Linked DNA regions of Danio rerio: regions 1 and 3 are each linked to region 2. A link is a contact called in public Hi-C data. All regions are on one chromosome and are shown on one strand. The core of a region is the stretch at or near the end of the contact, and the rest is flanking DNA. Distances in the headings are between cores, read along the strand shown. Region 1 has its middle 8.0 kb from the start of mir181b-3. Region 2 holds the start of LOC141380324. Region 3 overlaps ptprc (protein tyrosine phosphatase receptor type C).

What was found. A called contact is a pair of places that touch in the nucleus more often than the background predicts.
Region 1: a contact with region 2 is called in a Hi-C map of hematopoietic stem cells, with 7 times the contacts expected there. The contact joins the enhancer-like site here to the promoter of LOC141380324 in region 2. A contact is called at or near these places in 2 of 18 Hi-C or Micro-C datasets (embryo and hematopoietic stem cells) and 1 of 4 datasets of contacts at active chromatin or transcription factors (caudal fin).
Region 3: a contact with region 2 is called in a Hi-C map of embryo, with 2.2 times the contacts expected there. The contact joins the enhancer-like site here to the promoter of LOC141380324 in region 2.

Annotation. Positions count from the first base shown.
Region 1 is chr22:22,661,125-22,664,844 of GRCz12tu, forward strand. No RefSeq gene overlaps it. Among named protein-coding and RNA genes, the nearest start is that of mir181b-3, 8.0 kb to the right of the region's middle. Within about 2 kb of position 2,252, at least 4 of the 62 cell types and tissues checked have an H3K27ac peak or open chromatin away from gene starts, as enhancers often do.
Region 2 is chr22:22,354,730-22,358,648 of GRCz12tu, forward strand. LOC141380324 reads left to right here and starts at 1,563. Exons shown (of 2, transcript XM_073937826.1): 1 at 1,563-2,638; 2 at 2,720-3,919. The coding sequence starts at 2,191. The region is part of intron 18 of LOC101884238 (adhesion G protein-coupled receptor D2); the gene reads left to right.
Region 3 is chr22:22,813,620-22,817,367 of GRCz12tu, forward strand. ptprc (protein tyrosine phosphatase receptor type C) reads right to left here. Exons shown (of 31, transcript XM_073937876.1): 28 at 3,312-3,434; 29 at 2,775-2,941; 30 at 2,552-2,687; 31 at 765-1,678. The coding sequence ends at 1,325. Among named protein-coding and RNA genes, the nearest start is that of ptprc, 82 kb to the right of the region's middle. Within about 2 kb of position 1,637, at least 37 of the 62 cell types and tissues checked have an H3K27ac peak or open chromatin away from gene starts, as enhancers often do.

The DNA of each region.
Region 1 (3,720 bases), core at 1,002-3,501, 310 kb after region 2:
CTTTTATGTAATGTAATCATAAGCTTGGCCAACAGTTTTGGAGAATTTGATGTTTCCCCATTCAGACAGAATGCCCGAGCAAACTGCTCGAAAGACGTTTCAAAGATGGCCGTTAATTGAAATACTTACCTTAAAGCAGTGGTCACCAAACCTGTTCCTGGAGGGCTGGTGTCCTGCAGATTTTAGCTCCAACCCTAATCAAACAGACCTGAACATGGTAATCAAGGTCTTACTAGGTATACTTCAATCATCCAAGCAGGTGTGTTGAGGCAAGTTGGAGCTAAACCCTGCAGGGACACTGGCCCTCCAGGACCGAGATTGGTGACCCCTGCCTTAAAGGAACAATGGTTTCCATTAAGCTATTAGAGAGGCTGACTGTAGTATTGGTATCCTAGTAACCAACAGTAAACAAGACAAGCACAATGGAAACAGCCGATTAGTCAAGTGGGTGCATTGTTCAGTATGTCAGGGTTTGTTTAGGAAAATGTGTTTCCATCTCCCTTTATTCAAACACCCAAAACCACCTCATGCAAGCATTTTTTTTGTGGATTAATGGAATTTAATCCATTAATCCACAATAATCTAATTTAATTTTTAAATTTGGCATTTCCATCACTTGTTTCTCATGCAGTAGGCTACTTTAAAATGTGCACTAACACAGGGCAATGGAAACCCAGCTAGGTGTACCAGTTTCTTTCTTCAACAATACTCAAAATATCCTATTTTGTGTTTAGCAGGAAAATGAAATACCTACCGTTTTAGGCACGTAGCCAGCCTGGGGAAAGGGGTGGTTCTTTTTTAATCAAAATTAAGACCTTTTTGCAGGTTTCTGGCTCATTTTCTATTTAATTATGAAGTTGAAAAAATTTTAAGCTGTATTAGCTTGTCAGATGGTCATCATAACAACACTTTATGATCTACAGTACCAAAATATTTCATAAAGATTTAGAAAAAAATAAGTATTAATGGACACTTATTTTTTAAATTCAAATTTATTACATCATGGCGAAGCAGTGGCGCAGTAGGTAGTGCTGTCGCTGGTTTGAGCCTCGGCTCAGTTGGTGTTTCTGTGTGGAGTTTGCATGTTCTCCCTGTGTTCGCGTGGGTTTCCTCCGGGTGACCTGGTTTCCCTCACAGTCCAAAGACATGCGGTACAGGTGAATTGGGTAGGCTAAATTGTCCGTAAGTGTGAATGTGTGTGTGGATGTTAGATGGTTTGCGACTGGAAGGGCATCCGCTGTGTAAAAACTTGCTGGATAAGTTGGCGGTTCATTCTGCTGTGGTGACCCCGGATTAATAAAGGGACTAGCTGACAAGAAAATGAATGAATGAATGAATATTACATCATATATCATTACAAAAAAATCTGTTTAAGTTTTAAATAAAAAAAATGCATTAGGCAAATAACAAACTGGCCAGCACATTCAAATTTCCTCATTCAGAATTTGGCCATTCCAATAATAAAAAATTGAGACATATTAAAAATAAAAGCAATTTATGATTTTTCTAGCCTTTCTTGTAAATAAAGTATATTTGGTTGAAGATTTATGGATAACAACAATAGCTAAATTAGTAGTCAAATTAATTTTATTATGGGACTTCTGGGGCTTTACACCTTTTTATTGGCCAATTTTTGTTTCAAGAACAAGGTCCAAGATTTAGAATAAAAGTTACTTGTAAAATGTTTTCTCTATTTAAAAACAATACAGTAGCGAAAGATGACCACTTACACCAGATTGTATGTTTTAGCTGGATGTTGGACTAATGAAAAATAATAGTTTGCATTGGACAAAACTGATTAGCTGAAGTCACACTGATGTGACGGTCAACAGATAATTTGGCTTGGTCTGAAAGCTCTTTTATTTTCACAATTTTTGATGGTGCAGCAGTCAAAATCATACAAATAAGCTCATGTATAGTACAAATTCTGGACTTTTGTCATTGAGGGGTAGGTCTTTCGAACCACAAAGTTTTTACTTGTTTATACTACTTAATTGAAATGACGGGCCTTAGTTTTATAACAACTTGAGGGTGAGCAAAGGATGTTATTTATTTATTTATTTATTGAATGGTCTGTCCCTTTAACACAGACGAATCGGACATGCATCGGAGCATTGAAGAATGACTTAATGGAGTCAATCGGTTTTAATTAGCGCTCGGACCATTTGCCGTCGCAGATCTCGGACAGGAGGCTCGGACGGTGCCATGCGGATGAGTCTTTTTCTTTTGTTCACCCCTCCGTCATTTATACCTCCTAAATAAGGCTGCGGGTCAAAGGGCAGCTTTAGGTGCTCGGATAGACATTTAGGCACAACTGCAGGTCTGTCTATTTTACTAACGACAGCGCAGCGAGTGTCAGTAAGACGCAAAAAAACAGTCATTGACCTTTTCATACTTCAGCTTCTAATTCAGATTCAAATATAAGCGCAACCTTCTTCTTTTTTTTTTTTTTTTGCAAATATGTTGCTCTTGCCAACATTTCATCGTTACATAGGCTACATTGCAATTTAATTAATTAGAACTGCATTATATTTACTACAACATATAAAAAATGCAGAAATATGTTTATAAAGAACATATGTCGATAATCAGACATTGTAGTTCATATTTGTTGTTAGTGATCAGCGCATAAAATGTCTAAATTAGATTTTTTTTTGTTTTTTGTTTTGCTTTTTTACTAATATTAACAAATAATGTTATAAATGTGGGCCTATGGTATAAAAGATATGGACGTTGTCTTGTTTAAAAGAAGCCTATTTCAGGTATACACTGCCACCTAGTGGTAAATAAAGTATATTCCGTTTAAACGTTTTTACAATTAAATCATTTATTAAATTACGTTTTATAACAATGGTTACTTTTCCTCACCATTTTTGCCAGACAATAATTGTTATTATTATTATTATTATTAGTAGTATTAATAATGCTAATAATAATAATAATAATAATAACATAATTATTATTAGAAATTGTAATTAATATATTATTATTTATATATTATTATAATAAAGTAGGTCTGTTTTTTTCTGCTTAAAGACAAAGATAAATGAAAAGTTTTAACATTATTAACATTATTGTATATGAAATCAGAGTTATTTAACCTTTGAATTTTTTTTCTCTTTTAAATATTTCCCAAATTATGTTTAACAGAGCAAGGAAATTTTCACAGTATGTCTGATCATGTTTTTTTTTTTTCTTCTGAAGAAAGTCTTATTTGTTTTATCTCGGCTAAAATAAAATCAGTTTTTAATTTTTTAAAAAACAGTTTAAGGTCAAAATTATTAGGCCCTTTAAGCTATATTTTTTATAATCTACAGAACAAACCATCATTAAACAGTAACTTGCCTAATTACCCTAACCTGCCTATATATAGATAAATTAAAAAAGATAAAAAAAAAATATATATATATATATATATATATATATATATATATATATATATATATATATATATATATATATATATATATATATATATATATATTACATTTTATTAATGTTATTTTTTTTTCTCCTGCTTGTTTTTATAGATTTTCTGACTTCAATGTATAAATTAAACATATGATTAGTTTATTTTGTGGCCTTTGCAGTTGGAAGGGCATAGGTGCGTAAAAAAATGTGCTGGATAAGTTGGCAGTTCATTCTGCTGTGGCAACCCCTGATGAGTAAAGGGACTTAGCTAAAGGAAAATGAATGAATAGATAAAAGTATTATTATAAT
Region 2 (3,919 bases), core at 313-2,812:
AGTTATTATCATGTTTTTATCACAGTATATATTAATATTTAAGTATAAGTATATTAAATATATAAGTGTATTTTTTTTCTTATGGAAAAAGTCTTATTTTTAATTTTTAAAGCAATTTATTATTTGCTCCATTCAATTTTTTGGTTGTCTACGGAACAAACTACAGACTTGCTTAATTAACCTAACTTAACCTAATTAACTTAGTGTCTTGTAAAATATTATGGACTGTCATCATGGCAAAGACAAAAGAAATCAGTTATTAGAAATACCTTAATAAAACTATTATCTTAAAAATGTGTTGAAAACATCTTTCTGTTAAACAGCTCGTGGAATAATGTTTGAAAAAAATTAAAGTTTCACAGGAGGGCTAATCATTTTGTCTTCAACTGTAAATAATACAAATAATATATTAATATTTTTGCTTTGTACATTTTTGAATGTTGTGTTTGTATATATGTTTGTATATATAAATGTAGAAGAAGTCGATATACACAGTTTACACACATACACACACATATTATAAAAATACAAACTTTTATTTAGGATTTTATTTGTTCTGATAGCTTTGATGCAGATACACAGACATGTATATAAAGTAACACATGCTGTTATTGTGAATATGTCATCTATAATAATATTTATAGTATATAATTCTGATTTATTACTTTGTATGATAATAATGAATATGCATGTAAATGTGTGTTTTTAAATATGTATATGTCATTTACATTGCTTTAGTACATTATATACTTTAATACACTATATGCATACTTATATATATTTTCTGTTTATTATACTTAGAAATATCTGTATGCATGTTTATTGTAATTTAAGTGTTTGTGTCTATTATATTTGCATTTGAAGTCAGAATTATTAGACTGAATTATTAACCTCCCTGTAATATTTTGTTTCTAAACGTAATAGTTTAACTGACTAATATCTAATGACTGATTTCTTTTATCTTTGCCGTGATGACAGTACATAATATTTGACTAGATATTTTTCAAGGTACTAGTATTCAGCCTAAAGTGCAATTTAAAGGCTTAACTAGGTTAATTAGGTTAATTAAGCAAGTAAGGGTAATTAGGCAAGTCATTGTATAACAATGGTTTGTTCTGTAGACCTTCGAAAAAAATATTCTTAAAGTCAAGTGCTATTTTGGGGTTTCCGTCTGAAATTTGCCTACCCAAATTCAAAAGCTTCCTAAATCCACATTAAGTTGGTATCATTTCAAAGAAAACCCTTTGAATTTTTATTAAACACTGTTGAAAGTGATTAAAATAATTGTATATGTTGCCTGTGTTATAATATAATAAACCCCTCTAAAAAAAAGAAGACCTTTTAGGTTTTGTGCAGTCTAGGTTGCTGTAATTATTTTTATAGGTTCCCGCACATATCAGTAATCATAGAAAAAATAAAAAAATGTCTCCATCATAATCTATGCAAAAGTTATTATATTCTAACTGATGAGAAAACAAAACTACTTATGGGGGTATTGGGCCGGTACGGACCTTTAAAATTTCAAGAATGCAGAAGTAAAATATGTTATGGACCTGGACCTGGAGGAGAAGCACTTTATCAGCATCTAGACCAGCAGCCTGTAAGTACATTTAAGATTTGTTTCAGTTGTTGTGTATGGTTTGAGGACTTGTTTCCAGCTGTTTGTGTAAAGTTGTAGGACATTTAAACTTGCTTTCAGTTGTGTATAATACTAGAAGTTGTTTAGCCACTGTTTCCTTGGTTACTATAAGAGCTTGTGTAGCGAACGCAAACGCGGTTTCGCGTCGTCCGCCTCAGTTTCGGCCCTTGTTTTGACTCGGGAGGCGTGTCCAAACGCCAGGTAACCACTATATAGCGAGCACGCTAGCATTAGTCGGCAGGAGAAGCACTTTATAAGAGCTTGTGTAGCGAACGCAAACGCGGTTTCGCGTCGTCCGCCTCAGTTTCGGCCCTTGTTTTGACTCTCGAGGCGTGTCCAGCTGAATTCAATCAGCTAGTGCTTTGGGGTTATATAAACAACTAGTTCACCGCGGCAGCGGTCGCGGCAGCCTCGTGTGAAGACCGACGAGGGTAAAGACCATCGACTCTACCTGCGCGACTCCACCGAGCAAAGGCACCGACAAAGCACTTGAGTACTTTACTTTCTTGTTTTACTTTACACTTATTTTTTGTTGTCAGTGCACTTTTATTATGTGTTTTCTAATTCCTGTTGTTACTAACACTCGCAAAACACGGGAGGTGCGCTGCAGGCGTAATCCTCACAACCTTCGTTCAATACATGTATCTACTATTTCACAACTCTCTCTCTCCGTGGGCCTCTGGAATTGTCAATCAGCTGTTAACAAGGCTGATTTTATTACCTCCATAGCTACATATTCTGACTATAATCTCATGGCTCTAACTGAGACCTGGTTGAGGCCGGAGGACACTGCTACACATGCTACTCTTTCTGCTAATTTCTCTTTTTCCCACACTCCTCGTCAGACAGGGAGAGGGGGTGGGACTGGACTACTAATTTCCAAAGAATGGAAATTTACTCTGATACCGTCCCTGCCAACAATCAGCTCCTTTGAATTCCATGCAGTCACCATTATCCACCCCTTCTACATAAATGTGGTTGTCATCTACCGCCCACCAGGTAAATTAGGTCACTTCCTAGATGAACTGGATGTTCTTCTCTCATCTTTTTCTAATTTTGCCACTCCCTTATTGGTGCTAGGTGACTTCAACATTTACGTTGACAAACCGCAAGCTGCAGACTTTCAGACTTTGCTTGCCTCTTTTGACCTAAAAAGAGCACCTACTTCTGCTACCCACAAATCAGGTAATCAGCTAGACCTTATTTACACACGACACTGCTTCACTGATCAAACAATAGTAACTCCACTACAAATATCTGATCATTTCCTTCTGTCTCTCAACATCCACATTACTCCTGAGCCGCCACACACTCCTACACTGGTTACCTTTCGCAGAAACCTACGATCTCTCTCACCCAATAGACTATCCACCATTGTTTCAGACTCTCTTCCTCCATCTCGCAAACTCACTGCACTTGATTCGAACAGTGCCACTAATACACTCTGCTCCACACTAGCATCATGTCTAGACCGATTATGTCCTCTTGCATCCAGGCCAGCCCGTGCCAGTCCTCCTGCACCCTGGCTCTCGGATGCTCTCCGTGAGCATCGCTCAAAACTTCGGGCTGCAGAGAGAATTTGGCGGAAAACTAAAAATCCTGCACACCTCTTAACATACCAAACTCTTCTGTCCTCTTTCTCAGCTGAGGTTACTTCTGCAAAGCAGACGTATTACCGTCTGAAAATCAACAATGCCACTAATCCTCGCCTACTTTTTAAAACATTTTCCTCCCTCCTCTATCCTCCTCCTCCACCCGCATCCTCCACACTTACTACTGATGACTTTGCTACATTCTTCTGCACCAAAACTGCAAAAATCAGTGCTCAATTTGCTGCACCTACAACAAACACGCAAGATACAACACCAACACCACACACACTCACCTCTTTTTCTCAGCTCTCTGAGTCTGAGGTGTCCAAACTTGTGCTATCTAGCCATGCAACCACCTGTCCACTCGATCCCATTCCCTCTCATCTCTTGCAAGCCATCTCTCCTGCAGTCATACCAACACTGACTCACATAATTAACACATCTCTTGACTCTGGTTTATTCCCCACTACATTTAAGCAGGCTAGGGTAACCCCACTGCTAAAGAAACCCAACCTGGACCATACGCTACTTGAAAACTACAGACCAGTATCCCTGCTTCCATTCATGGCCAAGATTCTGGAGAAAGTAGTGTTCAATCAAGTCCTGGACTTTCTTACTCAAAACAATCTCATGGACAACAAGCAATCCGGCTTTAAGAAAGGCCACTCAACTGAGACTGCCCTGCTCT
Region 3 (3,748 bases), core at 387-2,886, 460 kb after region 2:
TTAACATCTTTATTAGTAGGCCTACCGGAAAAAATCATGCTGGCTTGAAGATGGATGAAATGTCCGTGCACGCGCTTCTTTTGTTAACAGGCGCCATCTTGTGGTTCATCTTTACAATACAAAGGCTTGTTTTAAGTCACAGTAGCGCTAATTTCAAACGTTTTGCGTTTTCTAGGTCAGGTTTATGCACCTGACGAGCACAAAAGCGGGTCAAATTAACCATAAGGAAATACCTTGACCCGAATGCACAAGTGACACTGCTCGTGTTTATGTTCACCTGTGAAATAGGCATGCTTTTTGTTTAAGCCTTATGCACCCGTTTGGTGTGAGTAATTTGTTTCATTGTATTTCATTTTAGTAGCCCCGTGTGGCACATCTGGCATAAGAGAAGACACGGATCACTGTATTCTTGAGAAAACATTTTAAATATTGGACATTCTTAAAACAAAAAATTACCAATAAAAAGGTGCGAAGCACCAAAAAAGTACACATTTAAATAGGTTTTTGGCTAAAATCGTCAAAAGTGTGGTTATGATGACTATCTGACAAGCTAATTCAGAAAAGTGCTTAAATGTCACTAAAATGCAGTATTTAAATTTCACAATTCAATTGAAAATGAGGTGTATAATTGCAAAACAGTCCACTTTTTGAGAAAAAGAACCCTTTTCACCAGCTTGGATCCTGATAACATTTCTACTCATTTAAAATAGAAAACATTGCAATGAAGAGGCATTCTATTGGTGAATAAAAACAATTACCAGTCATATTGTTCAAGCCTTTATTATTTTGTTAACTTACATCTGCTTAAAATGAAAATAGGTAGCCTATGAAAGATTCAGAAACACACAGTAAAAAGAAAGATAGTTTGATGACAGCTGTAGTACAAGTCATCCTTGCCATATTTTGTTATTCTTGAACATAAAAAAATAAAAAATATTTATTCACATCAAACTTCCAATACAACATAATTTAGACGCAAGATTGTGCTTTGATAGTTTTCTAAAAACAAAACAAATGGTAAGGTCCTATTTTACAATACATTCAAATGCAATTTGATAGCCTAATAAACTCAGATCATAAAGCAACACCTTAACACGTGTGAATAAACAATCAATATAAACAGATTTGTCACAAATATCATAATTACACAGAAAAATTCAAACCTGAGAGGAAAAGTTTAAAAGGATCAGTAACATGCTGGTCAAACGACAACAAATGTACTGTAAAACTAAAATATAACCAAAAAAATACCAGAAATATTATTTTTTACAATTTTGGCAGACACTTGGTGTCGAATCAGTAAAATGTAGCTGAATAAAAATGGCTAAGCTTCAACAGTGGCGGCGGGCCCGTTGGTTGTGGCCTCCGGTGTGTTTTTCTCTCCGTCTCCCTCTGCTGGTGAAGCCGCGGCACTGCTGTTCTCCTTGGCCTCCAGCTCACTACTCTCCGTCGTGGTTTTACCGTCTTCCGTCTCCTTCTGTTCGGTAGCAGGAGTGCTGTTGGCGTGCTCGGTGGCGGCCTCAGCGGCGGGCTCGGCGAGGAGCGCGGTGGTTTCGTTAATCTGCACAGGTGTTTCGTTGATGATCTCCGCGCTGTCGGTTGCAGCCGGTGTCTTTATGGTGCCATTTTGCACCGGGAAGGCGCCCTCCAGAGTCGTATAGAGGAACTGATACTGCTCCTGTGATGAGTTCAGAGTTTTACTTCAGAAGTGTAACTTAATATAGTTTATTAATTTGTTTGATATACATTAACTAACTATTAATTCTTTTTAACCGTTAACCGGTTTTGGTTAGCATTTTTTTTGCATATGCTAGCAAAAACCGTTTGAATTAGCTAAAAAATATGGTTTGTCTGTGGCCATGTTTGTTAACTTTTCTCTGAGGTAGGCCTACTTCAAAACCTATTGTTTTGAAATCTCTTTAAAAGCACTTTTTAGAAACATTTTGACAAGAGTTAGCAAGATTTTAATTAAACTATGAATGTGTGGCCCTGTTTGATTTTTTTTGTGAAACATTTTAAAAGACGCTTAATTTTTTGTTAGAAATATATAGAAAAAAAGGTAGTCAGGGTTTGTTTTGTCTGTTCTGTTCCTTTTCTTTATACCTTTATATTTTTCATCTTTTATATGCCGTTTAGGGCATGCTAACAATACCAATGGTCCTATTGTATTTCCTGTTTTACTTTTTTAATTTCCATAGCTTCAGAATTTTAAAAAAGGTTTGCATATTGCTAAATGGTGTTATAATAGCTGTTTTAACATTAAATTATTATTATTAAATTGTCTCTTACTACATTTATGAAATAATTTTACAAGCAGGACAAGCAGGAAATGTTCATAGGCTAGTTGCATCACCTCATTGAAATTGTCTATATTAGCCTATATTACAAAATAACCTTGCATAATGTGAATATGGCCCAAGAAAACAATACTTCTCTGAAAGCCACAAAATTACAATGGGCATTTGAATGAACATTTATTGATGAATATTTTTGATATATAGTAATAGAAAATTCATTAAATCCTATTTACAAAAGAAGAATTAAAACTTACAAATGTTTCCACCATTCCCTGTCTCTCCTTGCGCAAGTTTTTGACCACTTGGAAGACGTCAACCAACTTTTCTGTTAATGAGCAATCCATAAGATTCCACAAAGCACAGAAGAGTCCAGTACGCGATGACCCATTGCTGGAAAAACGAGATTAAGATAGATAGATTTATTTAATCTATCCATAGATCCATCCAGAAAAAGTAGGTCTCCGGTATTAGCCTTACCTGCAGTGCACTACTATAGGGATGCTCCTGTTTTTTTTGCTGTTGTCATATTTGCCATTCTCTCTGATGTTCTTTATCATCTCTATCAACTCCTGAGCATTTTCTGGAAGTTCATTGCTTTTCCATTTTAGGAACTGGTACTGATCCAACTCCAAGATTTCGTTCTTCTATTATAGGATTAAAAACGAATCAATCAGTGCATCCAAAATGATATACTACAATAATTTTGTATGTGAAAACAATATGTGTGCTGAGTAGTTTGTCTAAATTAATTGTATTTGGTAAACAGGTGAGAAGTACTTGGATGACTCACAGGTAGGTAAATAAGGTAGGTGATGTGATAATAAATGGTCGATGTAGTATGTTTAAATTTAATTTATGCTACTCACATTTGTACTATATAGAACATACTTTTTTAAAGGTCGGCAAATACGGTCAGAACCAACATGAGTAGTGTGTGATTTCAGACACATTAATGACTTAATTCAACGAAGATAACATGTCTTCAGTTAATAGCATGACAGATATTCCACTTACCTTTGTGGACTGTATTTCCAGGTGACGTTTTACATATGTTGGGAAGCTTTCTGTCTTTTTCACCTCGATTTCCATATCTCCAAACACTTTCTTTTCATCTCCCCAATACTGACAGCACAAATCCTAAAAAAAATACAGATGGGTCACTCTACCGGAATGTCTAATCAATCAAATTTCAGAAAATGTCTACAAAAAAACAAGAATAGTGCCGAAATCCAAAACATTTAATGTCATTGATGTTTATTTAGTGCGTAACCCACTATTTTTATGAGAGAAAAATGTAAACATGCCAATTTTCACTTAAGTCAAAAAATGACTTTTAGAATAATTTTACATCATTATGTTTTTTTTACAGAAATATCGGATGATCTGTTAGTAAAATCTGTTTACTTTGGCCATATCTGTAGCATTATTTGGTGATCTGTTAGCGAAATCTG